Linked DNA regions of Zea mays: region 1 is linked to region 2. A link is a contact called in public Hi-C data. All regions are on one chromosome and are shown on one strand. The core of a region is the stretch at or near the end of the contact, and the rest is flanking DNA. Distances in the headings are between cores, read along the strand shown. Region 1 holds the start of LOC100273820. Region 2 holds the start of LOC100284974 (clathrin assembly protein).

Evidence for each region. A called contact is a pair of places that touch in the nucleus more often than the background predicts.
Region 1: a contact with region 2 is called in a Hi-C map of endosperm, with 2.7 times the contacts expected there. The contact joins the promoter of LOC100273820 here to the promoter of LOC100284974 in region 2. A contact is called at or near these places in 4 of 25 Hi-C or Micro-C datasets (bundle sheath, ear, endosperm and 1 more).

The regions. Positions count from the first base shown.
Region 1 is chr1:203,082,744-203,085,563 of Zm-B73-REFERENCE-NAM-5.0, reverse strand. LOC100273820 reads right to left here and starts at 1,502. Exons shown (of 3, transcript NM_001353582.1): 1 at 592-1,502; 2 at 207-487; 3 at 1-105. The coding sequence starts at 1,339.
Region 2 is chr1:202,908,530-202,911,297 of Zm-B73-REFERENCE-NAM-5.0, reverse strand. It overlaps LOC100284974 (clathrin assembly protein), which reads right to left and starts at 1,413. Exons shown (of 1, transcript NM_001157869.1): 1 at 1-1,413. The coding sequence starts at 1,159.

The sequences.
Region 1 (2,820 bases), core at 253-2,752, 170 kb before region 2:
CCTGACAACGGACTTGAGGGTGTTCAGCTTCTGCTTAGCATTGAGAGATGACCGCACGGTGACCACGACCTGCTCCAAGAAAGGTATCACGAACCTTGAATCCAACTGCGTTGGAATTTGGAAGAACAGAGTTAGCTAGGCCATACAACAACCAGAAGTCCAGAAGCAAAATATTGCAAGCATAGAAGCTGTATGACATGGCTTACATTCTTCAGGCTGTTTTCCTGACTCAGCGCCGCGAACATGGCGCCGTGGACCTCGAACTTGCGAAGCTTCGGGTGGCTGTTGAAGAATTCGACGAGGTCGATCTCCGGAAACGGCTGCAGCGTGTCATAATCACCGGAGAATTCGACCTTCATCACCAGGTGCTTCACCTCGCTAGCGCACTGCAGCACCGAGCTGATGGCGCCCCAGCTCCACTGGACGCCGCGCAGCGAGAGCTGGTCCAGCTCCGGGAGCTTCCCCATCTCGACATGATGCACACTACCTAAAATATCCATTTTTGGTATATTAACCATCAGGCAATGTGAAAGGGACCAAATCTGTTTTGCAAGGGAACGCAAAAGAGCCCTTCGGAAGACCGGAACATACCAGTGTTCTTGGAGATTGTGAGATGTTTGAGACGGTTGCCACCTTGCAGATAGATAAATGAGAAACCCTGGACCTCAAGGGACTCGACGCGGGGCGCGGCGAACCTGAGAGAGGAGTTGCCAGAGCCGAGGAAGTCGAGCCGGCACCGCTCGAGCGAGGCTAGCGAGATGACCGCCTCTCCGTCGCACTGGCACCCGAGCAGCGAGAGGTCGGTGAGGTTGGGGCAGGCGGCGAGGACGTCGTTGACCGCTGCGTCTACCAGGATGGCGCTGACGATCTCCAGCACGCGGAGCCGCTCCATCCGGCCCCACGCGGGGGCGCGCGTCATCGTGAGCCCCCACAGCCTGAGCTCCTCGAGGCCCGCGGCCACCCCGATAGAATCGAGATTCAGGTGCCCCGACTTGTCAGCGGCGGCGGAGTCCATCCGTAGCTCGAGCACGCGCAGCGTGGCGGCCCGCGCCGCGAGCCAGTGCGGGAGCAGGGACGCGGAGAAGGGGCAGTACACGACGAGCTCCTCGAGGCGCGCGGCGGCGTCGACCATCCGACCGATGGCGTCGTCGGCGAAGGCCACGGCCGACGCCGGTCCGCCGGCCAAGGCCTCAAAGGCGCCCCGCGGAAAATAGAGCGACGGAAGGAAGGCCACACAGTCGCGCCAGCAGCGGGCGACGGCGGCGCAGCCGGCCACGTCGCGGGCGTTGCTGAGCTGCGAGAGGATGTGCTGCACGACGCCTTCTGGGAGCGTGTCCATGCCGCGGTCGCACCCTCGTACCTCGGGGGGGACTGTTGCCGGAGCAGCTAGTCAGCGAGTGGCGGCCGAGATTGGGGGCTTGGTGTGCGCGGATTGGATGGGGAGTGTGGGGACTGGGGAGCGTGCGCGATTTGTGTTTGCTGGGATGGTGGTGGGTTTCGAAATTTAAAAGGAGTGGGGAGAGCCGCCGCCGTTCCGGGGGGATTTCGTTGCCTGCTCTGGGCATTCGAACTCGAAAGTCGAAACCTTGGGTGGTTGTGGCGGGAGGTTTCGGACTACCTTTTTTGAGTTGGCGCCTGCCGCTTGGCGGGCCGGGCCGGGGCGGCTGCGCCCACTGCTACTGGCGACTCGCGAGAGAGGCTAGAGGCGGGAGCGCTAGCTTTTTTTGACGATCCAGTTTTTCGTGTGGGCCGACGCAGACACATTTCGGCACTACCTGTCGGCCTGCCTCTGTCTGTGTCAATGCGGGCTGTTTTAATCCAAAAAATCATTTTCTCTCTCTTGATTATCGTCATTGTCTAGTTTTATTTCATCAATTCCAAAACCAAATCCTGATGAAAATGGTTGGCAAATGAGCTTTAGAAGATGGTTATATGAAGATTGCAGAATTAAGTGGGAAGACATATGCAGTTTAATTTCCACAATGATCCTGAAGTCATTGAGTGTCAAATCCCTTTATACTCACATTGTGAATCATAACTATACTTATGGTACTAGCATGAAACATGTATGGAAAGCAAAAAATCCTGCCAAATATTAAAATGTTTGTGTGGTTACTTGAAAACAATTTGTTGTTAACTAAAAATAATATGGCAAAGAAGGGGTGGATTGGAGACTTGTCCTGTTGTTTCTGTAACCAGCCTGAATCGATTGATCAACTTTTTTTTGCTGCTCGGTTACTAGGGTGATTTGGGGTGTTGTTGTGAATTTCTCTAACACTTGTATTGTTCCTAATAATATAACTCGATGTTGTAATTGGTTGGACAATTATGCTACTGATTTGAAAAATATTCACATCATAGGTGTGGCAGCTATTTGCTGGGCAGTTTGGAAAGCAAGAAATAAATTGTGCTTTGAAAAGATTCTTATTAATTCTCCTAAAGACATCATTTGTCATGCTTGTGCTCTGATGAACGTTTGGGCAGGTTTAAGAAAGAAAGAGCTCCAGGACTTGATTCGGGAGGGGGTGCTCAACTGCTGGTTAGGGCAGCCAGTTTCAAGCTTGATGATCCGGAGGACAACCAGAAACATGAGGTTTCTGAGGGAGATGAAGAAGAGGATGCAGTTCAGAAGAAAATAGGAGTTGAAGATGGTGTTTGGTGTGAGCTCTTGTGATCTGGTGCCGTTGAGTCCAGAAGTTATATTTAGTGTTGTTTTGTTTGTCTTTGTTGATGTTGGCCCCTGCGCTGGTGGTTTCCTGGCTGTCATGAACTTGACTTTTGTCTCATGTGTGAGGTTGTAATCCTGCAAACTTGGATGCA
Region 2 (2,768 bases), core at 164-2,663:
TGTCCCAAGGCGCGGCCATGAACGGATTCATGTAACTACCTAAAGACCTCGGCCTGGCGCCGGCGGCGTCATTGTCGTCGTCGTCGAACACCACCCACTCTTTTGTCACCACTGTCTTGGAAGCTAGTCGGGTTTCCTCCACGGCGACAAGCGCCTTCGTTTCTTTCTCCACGTCCTTGCCGCGTTCTTCGACGACGTGGTTCATGATGATCTTCTCGAGGTCCCTGATGTCATCGTCCGAGACACGCTCCACGGCCGGAAACTCGGCGGCGTTGAGTACGCCCAGGTCCCGGCACAGCTCCAAGTACGACGACAGCTGCGCGCTCTGCTCTGCGGCCTTCCTCAGCACCCGCATCCCCTGCACTCCCCTGCGCCGCCTCGCTGCCGCCAGCGTCTCTCCCGGCCGTGCCCGTGGCGTCGTCGGGGCCGACCCGAGAACGGCGACGAGGAACCGGGCAATGCCCGTGCATATTTGGCTGTTGACCTCGAAGATCTCGATGACGACGCAGTCCATCGCCTCCAGAATGAGGCCCTGCTGCACGCCGTCCCCGTACGGCCGGATCTGCATGAGCAAGTCCAGCAGGTGCTGCAGCTTGGTCACGCTGTCCAGCCGCGCGTCCTCGCCGTCGGCCTCGCCGCTGTTGGCGGCGTCTAGCTCCTGGGCGGTGAAGAGGGAGCGAGTGTCGAGGAAGCGAAAGTAGGCGCGCACGAAGGCGGAGAAGCCCGACGATTTGGACGGCGGCGACGAGCGGTCGCGGAAGTCGGCGAGGTCAAAGGGGACGCGGCCGAGGCGCGCCGCGCGTGGCGCAACGTCGGACCGCAGGAGCAGGCCATGCGCGAGCACGAGCGCTTTAAGCGCCACGGCCCAGCACCGGGTCCGCCGTGCGCGGCGCGCTAGCGCCCACATGAGCGGCTGAAGCGACGGCGGCGACGCGCGCGCCAGTGCGAACACCCGTGCCGCGCTCCCGTGGTCCACGGATCGCTCGTCGTGGCTGGTCGCGCGGATCACGGCCGCCTCCAGCTTCGGGCTCCTCAGCGCGGGCGTGGCCACCCCGGAGACTGGCCGTGGCCGCAACGCCACCACACGCGTCAGGTACAGGCTCCTCCTGTCCTTGACGGCCGCCGCTGCGCGCCGCCACCACTGCCGCGCCGTCGTCATCTTCTGACCGCCGGCGCAGCGCCACCACCTGGCGTCACCGCCTTCCCCGGCGCCGCTATGCTCGAGGCGCCCAGGGAAGATCAAATCCACGACGGTTGCCAGCTCCACGCCACGCCACAAGCGTTCTTGGCCGCTGGAACTTCTGGCAGAGATGAAATCTCGAAGAAACAAAGTTGTCAGGCCAAGGAAATTAACAGCTGAACGGCATGGGATGGCAGGAAGAGAAACGATGCGCCAAGAACGTGTGAGGCAGTAACGGGGGGTCGGAGGGGAGACAAAGGAGGGCATAAGTGGAGTGGAGGCGTGGACGGTGGAGGGCCAGGTCAAGCATTTTTTTTTTACATGGCCGGATGGCCCCGTGAACCCGAATTCCATATATTGGGGAAAAAATTGGCTATAGCCGTCTGTAAAGCAGCGCTTCTGCAGGCTCCTTTCGATTGATGACACGTGTTTGATCCCTCACAAATCTCAAATAAACAAGACACCCAGCCGTTCTCATCCATAGCCCACTATCTTCTTGCTAGCTTCGGCTCGCTAGCCTCTTACTGCTAGCTTCGGCTAAAGTTCTGTTTCTCTCCCGCAGCTTCAACTGTTCTTTTAATCCCAGTGCAGGGGATGGGAGGGAGAGAGGATAGCTCTGGGCGGCGGCAGTTGGTGCTGTGGCGGTGCTCCCCAACTGGCTAGGGCGTGGGGATATTGATCTGTCCAAGTTGCTTCATCTTAAATTGCTGTTGAAATTCCCTCTTTCCAGTTACGAAATGGTTCGAGGAACAGGGTTGTTATGCAGCTAGTAGCTTTAGCATCCACTCTAGAAGTTTGAGACTTTTTGGACAACAAATTGTTAAGTGTCAACACTGAAGGAAATGAAATGACTAAAATTACATCAACTATTCCATTTACGCTTTTAGAAATGATCAAATCTATTTATATTAATGCTTTCAAATATCTCATTTCTGTTGACACCAAAACAGTGCAACTAGAGTATTACACTTCCAGATTACATAAAAACTATAAATGGATGACTACTACTCATGTGGTGCGATTATTTGAGGCATCAAAATGTAGCTCTCGAGCAGCCAAATCATACGAATCAACTCCAAGTAAAAGACTTGTATATCCTCCTTGCATCAACAAAGCATCCGTAGTTTCAAAATCAGCATTCATCTTATTGGTTACAGCATGTTGTTCTGGCATATTAACACCAATACTTTCATCCAAAGTTGTTTGTGTAAAAACCGTTTAGAAAAATATTCAGATAATCAAATTATTGAAAAATGGCAATTCCATTATCCACTATGCCTTACATTCAACAGTTCTGGATCCTGATCAGGTCTCATATTTTGATCTATTTTCCTTGAATTTGTTCCTATGTCATATATGGAGGAGTACAAATATTAACAACAATACTTTATGTATGATTGAATAGAAAAAACCTAAAATATATTTGAAACTACTAAAAGAAGTGATATGGGGAGAATAACTACCGTTATTAGAAGAACCTTTCCTTTTCTTCCTTGTATTCTTTTCAACTGCATTCTTTGATCGTTTACTTTTAGCGCCTTTCACTACCTGTGGAACTCTAAATGAAATTTTGCTATTTACTGTTTGT